Linked DNA regions of Eptesicus fuscus: region 2 is linked to region 1. Evidence: chromatin contacts called from public Hi-C data. All regions are on one chromosome and are shown on one strand. The core of a region is the stretch at or near the end of the contact, and the rest is flanking DNA. Distances in the headings are between cores, read along the strand shown.

The links. Hi-C and Micro-C count contacts between places; a contact is called where the count stands out from the background.
Region 2: a contact with region 1 is called in a Hi-C map of liver, with 2.8 times the contacts expected there. The contact joins the promoter of ENKD1 here to the promoter of CENPT in region 1. A contact is called at or near these places in 2 of 2 Hi-C or Micro-C datasets (liver and muscle).

Annotation. Positions count from the first base shown.
Region 1 is chr21:12,959,657-12,967,057 of DD_ASM_mEF_20220401, reverse strand. CENPT (centromere protein T) reads right to left here and starts at 4,526. Exons shown (of 13, transcript XM_054710996.1): 1 at 4,371-4,526; 2 at 3,217-3,307; 3 at 3,007-3,097; 4 at 2,802-2,898; 5 at 2,540-2,676; 6 at 2,375-2,423; 7 at 2,038-2,186; 8 at 1,039-1,221; 9 at 443-751. The coding sequence starts at 4,483.
Region 2 is chr21:13,089,309-13,096,709 of DD_ASM_mEF_20220401, reverse strand. It overlaps ENKD1 (enkurin domain containing 1), which reads right to left and starts at 4,204. Exons shown (of 8, transcript XM_008139915.3): 1 at 4,155-4,204; 2 at 3,867-3,966; 3 at 3,576-3,770; 4 at 2,838-3,010; 5 at 1,780-1,905; 6 at 1,517-1,680; 7 at 1,281-1,417; 8 at 814-1,199. The coding sequence starts at 3,951. The coding sequence ends at 1,039. C21H16orf86 (chromosome 21 C16orf86 homolog) reads left to right here and starts at 4,202. Exons shown (of 4, transcript XM_054711162.1): 1 at 4,202-4,532; 2 at 4,799-4,971; 3 at 5,261-5,478; 4 at 5,590-6,149. The coding sequence starts at 4,428. The coding sequence ends at 5,999. PARD6A (par-6 family cell polarity regulator alpha) reads left to right here. Exons shown (of 3, transcript XM_054710589.1): 3 at 1-633. The coding sequence ends at 527.

The DNA of each region.
Region 1 (7,401 bases), core at 3,277-5,776:
TCATGGTTTGATTCCCAGTCAGGGCATATGCCCGGGTTGTAGGCTCAATCCCCAGTGTGGGGCGGTGTTCAGGAGGCAGCCCATCAGTGAGTCATTGATATTTCTGCCCCCCTCTCCCTCTCCCTTCCTCTCTGAAATCAATAAAAATGTATTTTTTTAAAAAGGCAAAGAAATAGAACCTAGTTAACCATTTCTCATGCATTGCAAATGAAATACCATGTTTTTGTTACTATTTTACTCTGGTGTTTTACTTTTGGGTTGTATCAAACTTGTGTATTAAATATAATCATATGCTGTTTTGTTTTGTTTTTTTAAAAAAAAAAGAAAAGAAAAAGAAAGAAAAAATAGAACCTAGATAAGGCCTTCCTCCAAAGCCAGGGGCTGAACACAACTGTTACCCCACTCACCCCGATCCCTGCACTGGGCCCCTTACCTGTCCTACCTTCAGTGTCCTTATCCCCTGAAGATCTTTCTGGCTCCTTGGCCTCAATAGCCCCCCAGGATCCTTCTGCTTCTGTCACTTCTATGTGTGCCTCAGGCTCTCCTGCTCTGGCAGATGCTTGTGCTCCTGCTGCTTCCTTCACTTCACTCAAGCTCATGCTTTCTTCCATTATTTCCTCTACCTCCTCACCAACTCCATCCAATAAGGGCTTTAGTTCATCTTTACCATTGCTGGTGTTTGGGAAACCCATAGCAAGGGCACCAACCTCCTCTGCCTTTCCTGCCAGAAGCTGGGCTGGTTTCCCAGGACCTGAATCAAGGGGAGAGAATACAGACTAGAGAAGCAGTAGGTCAATGCTATAGCTCAGAGAGGGTAAAGATGGAATAGTAAAACCCAGTCTAGCCCTCAAGGAAGAAGGCCAGAGGTACTGGTTAGGAGTCTCCTGGCCTAACACTGACTCTACCCTTGGATGGAGGAGAATCCAACAGCCATAGGACTCTAAGGGGCACACATATGGACCTGAGGAGGGAAAACCACCAGTGCCAACGCTTGCCCAAGCTTGGCTTGCCTCCAGGCCACCTGTCCCACATACTCACTGTTGTTCTGCAGCCCAGGCCCACTGCTCCGTGTCCTGCGACTGACAGTCCTCTCAGCAGAGAGAGAGGGATGGGGGAGGGAGTGGTGCACACTGGGGGAATGGCCAATCAAAGGCTGGGAGAAAGGCTGAGTGTCCTCCAACATGGTGTCGGTTGGCAGGGTAGCAACAGGGGTTCTGTCACCTGGAGATCAAGGACCAGATGGCACTCAATGTATTCCAGTTCCACCTGCTGCTACCCAGTCACCACGGCCTGGTCATAAGGGGCCCCATAAGTCTACCCCAAGTAGCCTTCAGAGAAAGAAGACTACATAGTAGTCTAAGCCTTATCTCCCTAATACAGCTCTCCTTGCTTACCTTCCTGCTCCCTAGTCTGGCACTCTAACTGCTCATCCATGCCTCCGCTCTCTACTTCTTACTCTGCTCCCTCTGCCTGGAACCCTCCTCTTACCCTACTGTACTTGTCTTCTGGAGTCAGGTTCCCAGGTCAGCTTGAATGGCCAGCTGATCCTGAAACTTGGCCCCTTTCAACCTCCCAACAAGCTCTAACATGGGGTCCTGGAACACCCTGAGGGACTAAGACTAGGTCCCACCAAGACAAGAGAACCTTATGGAAAGAAAGCAGAAACTTCTTATACTAGTAGACCTATTGGCTAGGCCAGTGGTCGGCAAACTGAAGCTCGCGAGCCACATGCGGCTCTTTGGCCCCTCGAGTGTGGCTCTTCCACAAAATACCACGTGTGGGTGTGCACGTACAGTGCAATTGAAACTTCGTGGCCCATGTGCAGAAGACGGTTTTCGGCTCTCAAAAGAAATTTCAATCGTTGTACTGTTGATATTTGGCTCTGTTGACTAATGAGTTTGCCCACCACTGGGCTAGGCTTGTTCACTGCCCTTGATCCAATAAAGAGGGGAGCAACCCTGGACTCAGCAGCACCTTCTATCTGTCATGAGGGAAAGCTTTCCCCACAGGCTGGCAAGAGGGAAATCTCAACCTTACCTGGCAGAGCCATGGCCACAGAAGTATCTTGCAGATCCTGCAAAAATATACCCACATCTACAGCTCGGCGTGTAGGAGGTCTGCGGGCCAAACCAGGCCTCTGCACTGATTGTGGCAGGAGAGGCGTGGCAAAGGTCAGGTTGAGGGAGCTTGTGGGAGAGAAGTCACAAAGGAAAGTCAGCTACTTGAGGCCTAGTTTCCCACCTCTCATTTCTCTATCTGCCCTGGTGCTCTCGTCTTCTAGAGCACAGCTATCATGCTGTTAATGGGCAGAATCTAGTCAGCACCTTTCCCCCCAAGCCTCTCTTCAACCAACCCCCAGGAGGGGCAACTGCACCTGGTGAGGGAGGAGGCACCAGTATTCCCAGGAGGCTCCGTAACAGGCTCTAAAAAGAAGAAACTGTAAGTCACCCAGGCTCAGGCTAGCCCTCCCTCAGGCCTCCTAAGCCTCCACAGAAAATAGGAGAGAGAGGGTGGCCATAGGGGTTGTCCAGGGCCTCACCTTGGGAGAGAGGCAGCCCCTGGTCCATTCCTTGCTGAAACTCTGACAATCTCAGCCTCTTCTTCCTCTTGCCAGAAGTCAGCAGACTTGGAGCCAAGGTTGTGGGGGTGTTGAGCTCAGGAAGTTGCAGTTCCAGACTATAAGGATGGAACTAATCTCAGACAGGCCAGGAGTCCCACATATGGCTTTTAGGACCCCCAAGAAGGCTTCCTCATCAGAGCTGTCTAACAGCCCAGCCCCAAATAGGGAATCCACTGTGCACCTGCCAGAACTGCTTTCCCGGCTGGAGGACTGGACCACCTGCGGTGCTGGCACTGGCTTCACCACTGACTCTGGCATGACCATGGACGATTCCGGGGCTGTAGAAATAACAAGAAGAGGGTGGGACTGGGAGGGCAATCTGTCCTGAATAAGGGGATACCACGGGCCGGTGCCTAACTCTGACCAGCAGACCAGTGCTCACTTACCGGTTAACAGGATATTCTCAAGCAGAGTCCGGGGTGTCTGTTCCTTCAGCTGTCCCCTGGTTTGAATGTGGGGGGCCAATCTGCCAATAGACTTTAGGCAAAAGCACTTTGCCTTGAGATTCCCTCAAGGTGGGCTCAAGAGCAGAGCTAGACCTCAGGGGCCCCTGAAGGCAGCACAGCCCTATAGTGGGCAGTGGTTTGGGCACTTACCCTGGCTCTGTGGGACTGCCGCCTGGCAGTTGTCTTTGTTTGGCTCCTCAACCTCATAGAGAAAGGTGTTTCAAGCAGGGTTCTCTGGACACTGTATAAAGACCAGCGGCTCTGAGAATTACGTAGTAAAGGGGAACTAGGGGATGCAGAGACATGTCTTCATCAGGGATCTTAGCCTGAAGACTTTTTCTCTCAGGGCCAGGGATCCAGAAATCTCTTGTCCTTCCCATAGCCTGTTCCAAGCTCTATGTCCCCAGGGTTGTGGATGAAAGGGAGCCCAAGGGGTATGGGAAAGGAGAAAATATGCCCCAGTCAGAGACAGGGGCTGAGGAAGGCTTCACAGAGGTGACGCTGGCAGAAGGAAGGGTTAGCCACACAGACCAGAGGAATCATTGGAAGAGCACCCATTCCAGCCATTAAAGTAACAACCTAAGAAATATATGTATGTTTAAACTTGTCGGGGACTGACAGCAACCTCCCCATGGATCACTCTGGCCCTGGTCCCTCCAGTCCAAACCCTCTGATTCGAGAACCACACAAATATTCCCAGGGCACAGGTCGCACCTCAACGACATAGGTCTAAAAAACCTGTCACGAATGGCTTTCCATTGCCCATAAAGGACCTGCACCGCCCCAGTCTGGCCGAGACGACTACCACACGTGAGCTCGTCACAGCTGTCACCCGCGGACACCCACCAAGTCAGCCAAATCCCTGTTCCCTAGCAAAGCACCCTTCCCAGTTCCTGCCTCCCTCCCGCCCAGGCTGTGCTCTCCAGCTCCTGATGGGAAAGGAGGGAGCAGCCGGGAAGTAGTTTAGGGCAGATGCCTCCACACACTCCGGGCAGGTTTGGGAGAGAGTGGCGTAGAGGACAGGGCAGAAACCCGGATTCTGAGCGCCCATCCTTCACTCCCAGAGGCGGACCACCCCAAACGCGGGCACAGCTGAACTCTCGGCGGCCTGGAGTCCCGAGGGGTGGGGTACCCCTAGCTGACCCAAGCCCAGATAAGGGAGTGGAACCGGTTCTCAGAGCCTTGGGCTCTGCAACTCTCTGAGGCTCAGTTTCCTTCTCCAAACTGTGTCAGCGCCGGGTGACGCCGACACCCCACCCGCCAGGTCCTTCGGTTGCTCATGTGCCGGGCAACGCCTTACTTACCCAGCCCGAGTGCTCTGGCGTCGCCGCGGAGTGCGCGGGGCCTCGGTATCCAGCACGTGTCGCAGCAGCGTACGCGTCGTAGGCTCATTGTCGGAGATGTCGCTGTCCGCCATCCTCTCAGCTGTCCGCCTGCCTCCCAACCGCTGCAGTAGCCGAGGCAGCCACCTTCCCGCCGCCGCATTCGAGCCTACTCTCGCGAGACTGCCGCACAGCTCCACGGGAATTGCAGTTCTAGCTTTACCATCCAGTGGCGAGGGGCGTGTGCAAAGGTGCCCACACGTTCTGAATTTGCAGGCAGTTTTACCTAGGAGTGATCCTGGACAAATGGGTGCAACCAGCCGAGGCCTGGTTTCCTCATCTGTAAGTTGAGGATGATACCCACCTTACAACGGGCTTGAAATGATTCAGTGAGATAAAGTTTAACTCAGGATTTGACACATATTAAGTCAGGCCATCAATAAATGGTGGTCACTTATTATTAGAATATCTCTCATTCCCTTCTCCCTCTCAGAAGGTGAGGAGAGACACTTGGGGGAGGAAAAAAATAATCTCATTCTATATGAGGTTTGGTCAGATTTGCATTGGTAAAGACCACTCTGTCTATAGGCTCACTATCAAAAGAGGCCAATTTGTAGGCTCCCAGGCTAGTGGGCTGTTTGTGACCCATCAGAGATGCTTTGATCTTCAAACATGTGCAATTTTGAGATGAACTTCAGCTCTCAAAAGTTCTGTCAATGCTGAAGATTCTATTATCATATTTTTCAATGATTGACACCCCCCTCCCCTTCCTTAAACTTTCAAGGAAACTGACGTAAAACTTGAGTTCTGTGTCTCCCATGCTGTTCTTTTGCACCTAGATCAAGTGTATCGAATCAGTTACTCGGACAGGCGTGGGCATCTTTGTGCTTGTGTTAAAAAATAAAGCAAAGAGCCTTTCCCTGCCGATAGCGCTCTCGCAAACATGGTGAACATTCCTAAAACCCGCTGAACTTTCTGTAAGAAGTGTGGCAAGCATCAACCCCACAAAATAACAGTACAAGAAGGGCAAGGATTCTCTGTGTGCTCAGGGAAAGTGGCGTTATGACAGGAAGCAAAGTGGCTATTGGTGGACAGACTAAGCCAATTTTCCGAAAGAAAAAAAAAAAAAGGCTAAAACTACAAAGAAGGCCGAAACCGGTTTGGCTCAGTGGATAGAGCTTTGGCCTGCGGACTGAAAGGTCCCAGGTTCGATTCCGGACAAGGGCATGTACCTTGGTTGCAGGCACATCCCCAGTAGGGGGTGTGCAAGAGGCAGCTGATTGATGTTTCTCTCTCGTCGATGTTTCTAGCTCTCTATCCCTCTCTCTTCCTCTCCGTAAAGGGTCAATAAAATATATATTAAAAAAAAAAAACTACAAAGAAGATTGTGCTGAGGCTTGAATGTGTTGAACCTAAGTACAAATCGAAAAGAATGCTGGCTATTAAGAGATGCAAGCATTTTGAACTGGGAGGAGATAAGAAGAGAAAGGGGTCAAGTGCTCCAGTTCTAAGCTTCGTATTTTGTTTTATTATATGACAATAAAATCTTGATATGTTCACTTCAAAAAATAAAATAAGCCCTAACCGGTTTGGCTCAGGGGATAGAGCGTTGGCCTGCGGACTGAAAGGTCCCAGGTTCGATTCCGGTCAAGGGCATGTACCTTGGTTGCGAGCACATCCCCAGTGGGCGGTGTGCAGGAGGCAGCTGATCAATGTTTCTCTCTCATCGATGTTTCTGACTCTCTAGCCCTCTCCCTTCCTCTCTGTAAAAAAGCAATAAAATAGCCGAGACCGGTTTGGCTCAGTGGATAGAGCGTCGGCCTGCGGACTCAAAGGTCCCAGGTTCGATTCCGGTCAAGGGCATGTACCTTGGTTGTGGGCACATCCCCAGTGGGGGGTGTGCAGGAGGCAGCTGATCGATGTTTCTCTCTCATCGATGTTTCTAGCTCTCTGTCTCTCTCTCTTCCTCTCTGTAAAAAATCAAGAAAATATATTTTTAAAAAAAAAGCAATAAAATATATTTAAAAAATAAAAATAAAATAAAATAAAGCAAAGAACCCTAGCCAGTTTGGCTCAGTGGATAGAGCATCGGCCTGCAGACTGAAGGGTCCCCAGGTTCATTCCGGGCCAAGGGCACATGCCCAGGTTGCAGGCTCGATCCCCCAGTAAGGGGCATGCAGGAAGCAGCCAATCAATGGTTCTCTCTCATCATTGATGTTTCTATCTCTCTATCCCTCTCCCTTCCTCTCTGAAATCAATAAAAATATATTAAAAATAAATAAATAAAGCAAAGCAAAGAGCCCTGGCTGGTTTGACTCAGTGGATAGAGCATAGGCCTGCGGACTGAAGGTCCCGGGTTCTATTCTGATCAAGGGCACATGCCCAGGTTGTGGGCTTGATCCCCAGTAGTGGGCGTGCAGTAGGCATCCAATCGGTGATTCTCTCTCATCATTGAAGTTTCTATCTCTCCCTCTCCCTTCCTCTCTGAAGTCAGTAAAAATATTAATAATAAAGCAAAGAAAAAAGTAGAATCTTGCTTCTCAGAATAAGAGAACTGCAGAAGAAAAGCATATCAATATTTCTTGTCAGTTAGATCTGACCTCTGGGTTATCTCACCGAATTTGCTAGCCCTTTTCAGGCACATGTCCATGGTCACCATGAATCACCTAAGGGCAAGACTTTACTATAATGCCTTGAATTGGCCTGGCTGGCGTGGGTCAGTGATTGAGCATGTGAGAATAAACAAGTCATCTTTTCTGTCAAAGAACAGTTTAGACAGTCTCCATTTTGGACCGCGTGACTTGGCAGCCACCATGTTGGCCACGTGGCTTGCAGCTCCCCTGGGGGCCACCAACTTGAAACAGTAAAGGCCAACCCCTCCCTTTGAATTAGCCAATTGCGAAAGACTGTGGGCCTGAGCTCCAATCAAGAGCAAAGGACAGGTCACGTGCGTCAGGGATTATAAAGCCAAGCAGACAATCTGTTCCATGTGCACGCGCTTCCAGACCATGTG
Region 2 (7,401 bases), core at 2,955-5,454, 130 kb before region 1:
ACATCCGAGATGGCATGAGCGTTCGTGTAGCTCCCCAGGGCCTGGAACGTGTCCCAGGCATCTTCATCTCTCGCCTGGTACGAGGGGGCCTGGCTGAGAGTACAGGACTGCTGGCAGTCAGTGATGAGATCCTCGAAGTCAATGGCATTGAGGTGGCTGGGAAGACCTTGGACCAAGTGACAGATATGATGGTCGCCAACAGCCACAACCTCATCGTCACTGTCAAGCCAGCCAATCAGCGCAATAATGTGGTGCGTGGGGCATCTGGGCGTCTGACAGGGCCTCCCTCTGCTGGGCCTGGGCCTACTGAGCCCGATAGTGATGATGACAGTAGTGATCTGGTCATTGAGAACCGCCAGCCTCCCTGTTCCAATGGGCTGTCTCAGGGTTCTCCATGCTGGGACCTGCACCCAGGCCACCTACTTCCAAGTGCCCGCAGCTCTCTGCCATCCCTGGATGATCAGGAGCAAGCCAGCTCTGGCTGGGGGAGTAGCATGCGAGGAGATGGTAGTGGCTTCAGCCTCTGACACACAAGGAAGCAGTCCTTGCCACTCCAGGGGACTCCTCAGTGGGGTTTTAGCTTGTTCACAGGGCCCTCAGTATGGGGGACATTAAAGGTTTTTTACAAATGCAGTTATGGTCCTTCTGTATCCCAGCCCCAGCCTCCTCCCTGATCCCACAGTCTTGCCTTCTGCCCTGGACGTGAGGCAGGACTGATAAGGGCAGCAGAGAGACCTTCCTGCAGTTGGGCAGCAGGAGGGCCACCACAGTTAGAATTTATAGGGTAAGAAAAGCTCTTATGGAAACAAATCCCACTGTGTACAAAAAGTTTAATTTTGACAAAGGGGTAAAGAGGCTGGGCTAGGATGGCCCTTCTGCAGCCACCAGTGGCTAGGAAAAGTGCTCTGGGGATACTCCTCCCCGCCCCGCCCCCCGCCACTGCTTCTGTTTTTAGACTTGATGATGGGGCCTGACCCTGTCCATTGCAACCATGCAGTGATCCTCAGCTAGGACCTGTCACTACCCCTGTAAAAGGGCTCAAGCATCCATCTTCACGAAGACCTTGGGGCGGGAAAAGATCTTGATGGCCTCCTCTACCTGTACCAGCTTCCGGTCCAGCTCAGCACGGTGGCCCTGGGCCCTCAGGGAGTCTGCCCCGGCAGGCAGCAGCACCAGCTCACGCAGCAGCTGGCTCTGGCCTACAGGGGGCCCAGGAACAGTTAGTGTTAGGCAGGAGTGCAAAGTTCTCAGTGGGTTCCTCATCCAGTCCACATACTCACTCTGGAGCAGATTGCTCAGTGTCTCCAGACGCTGGTTCTCAGGCATGCGAGTGTGGCCAGGGGGCATGGCAGGGTCCGGCTGGCTATGTTGGCGGGCCTCAGCCTCCCGACGCCACAAATCCCTACGCTCCAACAAGCTGTGGATGCATCGAGTCAGGTTGATAATCCCAGGGCAGATGTAGGCTCCCACCTGCCACAGGCACCCCTCACCCTGGGTGTTGGGCGGTGGGACCTACTAATGGGGTACGTGGCCCTTCTGTGTGGCGTTGTAGTGCTCCTGGGCTTGCCGCTGCTGTTCCAGTACCTGTGCCAGGACCTGCAGCGAGCGGGAATGCCGCCTGGGGGCCCTCTTGGCAGTGCGGGCATTATGGCTAATGAAGTCCACACCTAGGCCTGGCTCCTGCAGGACACGGCAAGCGTGATGGGAAGACAGCACTGAGTTGTTCCCCTGAAACCCCCAGGATCCCTGTCCCACCTTCTATCCCACACATACTCTCACCTTGGCATTCGGATCTGGTGGGGCTAGCTGGGGACTGGGGACACGGGGTGGTGGGAGCCCAGGACCGCAGCGTGAGTGAGCCCGCAGGAAGTGCACGGTCTCTGTCCCAGAGGCAGGGCCAGGCTCCTGGAGGGCAGGGCATAGAAAAGGGATCAGTCAGGCTGTGGTCAAGGTCTCAAAACCGAGCCTCTATCCTCTGCCCTATGGGTCTCCTCCCTCTTAAAAACACTTCTCATCAGCATTTAAACATGTGTGTCTCTCACATCCTTAACAACAAACCACCCTCCTACCTCAGTCCTGGCTCCAGCTACCATCCTTTTCTCTCCTTCCTAGCCAAGCTTCCTGGATATGTCCCCACCAAGGTCATTGACAGCTGGCTTCCAAGCCCGCAAATGCAGGGTCATTTCCCTGGTCTCATCGTCCTCAGCCTGATCCTCAATAACTTCTAGGTCTCACTCCTGAGATCCAGGCCTGATTCTCCATCTGCTTCCTGGACACACTCCCACCCCCTGGGAGTTTCACAAATGCTCCAGCTTCAGCACATCCCCATATAACCTTATTGTCTTTTCTCTCAATCCTGATCTTCCCCTTGATAGAGAAATGGTGCCACCATCTACTCAAGACAGAATCCCACCACCGTACGCCTGTCCCTGACCTTCCCACTGCCCGTAGAAATAAAGGCTGAAAAGCGGGTTAGGTGGCTCTTTATATGGGTCCAGCTGATTACTTAGCCTACCCTCATGCTCTTATCCCCTCACAGTAAACAGTACACAGCATCCCCACTGCCCACACTCCCTCTAATCTTAGGACTTCTATCTGTGAGGTTTCATCTATAAAGAATGTTCTCTTCCATTCTCCCCTCGCCTAATTCCTACTTGCCGCTCAGGATCACCCAGCCATCACCACTTCTGAGAATCCCCTGCAACAGAACCAGCTACCTCTCAGTCTCCTGTTACCTTAGTCCTGTGATTTTCCTCCCTCCCCATAACTCAGATCAGGGCATAACAGACTCCTGGCAAATAAGATGGACAATACTTCTGGCTCCCTGAGGCAGTTACCTGCAGCTGGGCCTTGACTCTGGACTCAACTTTGTCATACTTGGGCGAGCGCCAAAGAGCCTTCAGGGGCCTGGGCTGGCCCTGCTCCCGGCTGCGCTCCTGCTCACGGAAGCGCCTCTGGATCTCCTTGATCCTCTTCAGATTCTCCTTCTCATGGTCTTTAGGGTCCTTCCCTGGGAAAAAGGTGTTACCAGGCTCTGCCCTACATATAGCCCATGAAATCCAACTCATATCAGTTCACACACAGGTCTGACCGCTCTAAGTTAGACGCTATACAGGTACTCCACCTCACCATCTTATTTCCTTTCTCACATGGTAATTTATCTTCTATCCCTGAGTATTTTCTACATTTTTATTGTGAAGTATGCCATTAATTATCTTATATATAATATTCATCTTACTTGTTTATTGTCTCCCACTTTGACTTAAAGGCCCATGCTGGTCTTCAACCTGTTTTCATAGCACCTACTGGGCCTGGCAAACAGTAGGCACTAAACAACAAACATTTCATTGATACGTGAATTCATGAAGCTGAACTAGCGTTTCCTGGAGACTCCCTCATTCGGTCCTCTTCTGTGAGAAGGAAAAGGTAGTGCATCGCTCCCTCCTTTTATAGTAGGGGAAATCGACACTCAGAGAGGCAAAGCCTGAACCCAGGTCAGGGCAGGAGAAGCATCAGTTTTTGAACTCAGGTTTAATCTCAGATTTGCCTCGCTGCCCATTCTGCCCAGAACTTACTCTTGGGAAAGGCCCGTGGGCCTAGGGAAATACCCCCAAGTTGCAGCAGCATGCCCCCCACGCCGCATCGGCCACGCTCCAGGATCTCTTTGGCTTCAGGACGGATGCGGGGGCCGCGGGGCGGGGTGGCGTCCAGGTCCGGGTCCGAGGTTAGCAGGTCCAACTTCAGCGCGTTTCCCTCAAGGCGCCCTTGGGCTGAGGGGTCCGACAGGGCGGAGTGCGGGGTTCAGTGGTGGAGCTGGACCCGAGCCTAACTCGGGCCTTCCTGGGCCGCGACACCCCCCAACTCACCGGAGGCGGGCCGCCGGTAGTAGTCAGGACAGAGCGTAGGGTCTGGGGGGATGGGCCCCGAAATGCGGGACGGGCCCTCGCACATGCCGCCGTCGTAGCCCTGTAACGGTGCACGGAGGCCTGCCAGGCTGCGTCTCTGGGGTCCCCAGCTCCTTCCTCAGCCCCGTGCCCCTTCCCTGGACGGGACCCGTCCGGCCTGCACTAGCTGCCTGCGCTCCTAGCCCACTTCCCTCATTCGTTCGCGTCCCCCTCCCCCTCAACCCCTCAACACCCAGGCAGGGGGCTCACCAGAGCGGTTTTTTGCAGCCCGCAGCTGAAACCCGACGGGTTTTGCTGTTGCTAAGCAACAATAGTTTCCGCTTCTGAGGTCAGGGGCCAATGCCCCTGGCGCAACGTCTTCTGGGGTTTGTAGTTCCAGTTCAGGGTAGAGTTGGTCGATAGCCAGTCCCTTTTCCCATCCCGGCCCTCGCCTCCGAGCTAGTCTTCCGGGTACAGCAGTGAAAAGGGCCCGTCTTCGCCTTCACTCCCAACTCCCAGCAGAGGTGCTGACTCCGCGCAGCTATGGCCTCAGCTGGGACCGAGAGGCGACCAGGAGCCCAAGAGGGGACGGCGGAGGGGCCTGCACAGCTCTCGGAGGCACCCCGTGGCCACGTTCAGAGCTCTGAGGTGAACATCAGGGCTGTCTAGCCTTTACTGTTGGCCTCGGCGCTCTCTAGGAGGCCAAACTCTGTACGTTGACCCCCTAACTGGCAGGACAGGCTTCACAGGCAGACAGGAGCATGGGCTGGTGCCCTTCATCCGATTTGGTGTCTAATGACTGATCCCTGTATCCCTTGTCTGGCTATGGTGACCAGTTACCTATGTGTCACCTCTAGTGTCCACTAATGGGAAATCAGGGCCTGGTGTCAGCTCATGAGGCCTGTGGGACCCAGGGTGAAGACAAGCGTCCAACAGGACCAGTCTCAGAGCCGGAGCTCCAGGAGGAACGACTCAAGCTGGAGGAAGAGCGGCTCAAACCAGAGGTGGAGGCACTAGAGGAGCGAGGCCCCAGGCCTATGGCCTCTGTTGTGAGGTCCAGTCATGGTCCCAAGAGGAAGCCAGTCAAGTGAGGGGGCTTTCAGAGGGAAGGGACAATAGGGTTGGCGGGGTGGGGTGGGGTGGGGTGTATCACACCCCAGTAGGATTCCAAATTCCTGCACTCCTGCAGGGTGCATCCTTATCCCCTGCCACCACCATCGCTCCTCACCCCTCAAGGCCTTGTACAGGACTGAACTCACATGAGCTCTCAGCCCTTATCCAGTTTGGGGCCTCGTTGACCAGGAAAGGGACAAGAATCTGGGCCTGAGGTGGTGGGCATGCAGGGCTATTCCCTCCTCAAGCCTCCTGTCCCCCAGCCTCCCAGGGCCTAGTCACCAAGCCCATCCTAGGGCTGAAGCTGAGCTGCCCCAGGGGCTGCCGCTGCAGAGGGAGGACCTGGAGGGTAGCCAGAGCGAGCCTTCACCGTCTGCCAAACAGCACAAAAAAGCCAAGAAACGCAAGAGTCTGGGGGCCCCAGTGCTCCCAGCTGTGGCCAGCACAGTGTCTGCACCCTCAGAGACCTTGGGGCTAGAGCGTGAGTGGCAGTCCCTGGCCCTTCTCTTCCCACCCCCCCCTCCCGCCTGCTGGCCTCCTGACATGGCACAGCTTGGTGCTCCAGCCCCTGCTCTGCCCCGGGTCCTTGCAGGAAAGGCTCAACGCTTACGGCCCCTGTACCAGTACATCAACTATTGCAACCCTGAGCTGAACGAGGCAGCGGAAGTGGATAGGGAGGCTGAGGCCGAGGTGGAACCTGAGTCGGACCCAACCCTGGTCCCCAAGGAGGCATGTGTGGAACAACTGCCAGCCTTGCTGCCAGTGGCAGGTGAGCTGGACTCAGGCCTCACTTTGCCCTGCCCCAATATGTTCGTGTCTCCCACCCATGCTCTGGTTCCCCTTGGAGAGGAGGCTGGAGAGGAGCCTGGGGGTTTGCCCAGCTTGGGGGTCAGTGGCCTCCTCAAGACTGAGATGGATAAGTCAACTCAGGTGGACATCAGCAAGATGCTAAGTGTCTGTGCTGCCCCACTTGTACCCCCACTCTCTCCTCAGTACAAGTGACTGTCCCATCCCAGGGGTTGCTCCTCTGTTCCCAAGCCAGGACCAGAGCACAGCCTGTGGGCTTCAGCCCTCAGGTGAAAGGGGGAATTCTGCCCTGCCCCAACTTGGGACCTTGGACTTGCTGAAAATAAATGTTTTTCCTTTTTCTCAGACTTTTGACTCCCCAAATAAGATGCCTGAAGAGGGAGAGCCTAGGAAGGGTGGAGGATTCCCCAGTGCAGGGTTTGAAGCCTCAAAAGTATAGATTTGTGGACACTACCTCAGGTCTAACTGAATCAATCTGCAGGGGTGGGACCTGGTTCTGTGCACTTAAAGGCCCCTCAAATAAACCTGAAGATCAGACAGGATATAGTGAGGATGGGGAGGGAGGTGATGAGGAACAGGGGGCAGAGAAAGGAAAGGGACTGTCAGGTCACGGAAGCAGGTGCTTGGCCTTGCTCCCTGTCTCCCAGGAAGGGGCTTGCATGTAGTCTGACCTTGAGGGGACCAACACTTGGGATACTCCCTCTGAAGTGGCAGTTTATTTGCCTGCCCCAAGACCGGCAGCTTTGGAAGGTTTTGTTGTTAAACCACAGCTGGACCAGACTTTGCCCCGTAATGGCCCCTAGTGACAGAGGATCAGTGCCTTTTTACCGGCAGGCAGGGATGGTGGTGGAGGTGAATGGTCTCCCTGGAGTCTGAGAGCCAAGCCACCAGATGACCACTGCTTCTCACCCGTAGAACTCTGGGAAGAGGTGGCCAGTGCTGGCCATTTTGAAAACCCTCATATCTAACTGCTTCCTGGTCCTCTGCATGTCCCCCTGACACCATAAACACAGGGAATTTCAAATGAATCATTTCTCCTCCCTCCAACCTGCTTTTCCTCCTGTAGCTCATCTGCACAGTGTTCAAGCCCAAATCATTCAGCCCTTCACTTGGCTAGTTCACATGGACCTTTGAGAAACTCGGGGCACCTTGTTCCTGGCAAGCCAGCGTTGCCCTGCATTGTAGCACCCACATACTACTGCCCTTGTGTTTATTAACTGTCTTAAGAACTAGACTGTGAACTCCGCAAAGGCCTTTGTCATCGCATCACAACTACCTAGCAGGGGACCCCCATAAAAGGTACCAAGAAGCCCGGCCGGCATGGCTCAATGATTGAGCCTCAACCTATGAACCAGGAAGTTGCTGTTTGATTCCCGGTCAGGGCACATGCCCAGATTGTGGGCTCGATCCCCAATGTGGGGCATGCAGGAGGCAGCCAATCAATGATTCTCATCATCGATGTTTCTAACTCTCCCTCTCTGAAATAAAAAAAAGTATGTGTGTGTGTGTGTGTGTATATATATATATATATATATATATATATATATATATATGTATATATACATGTACATATATATGTATATATATATATATATAT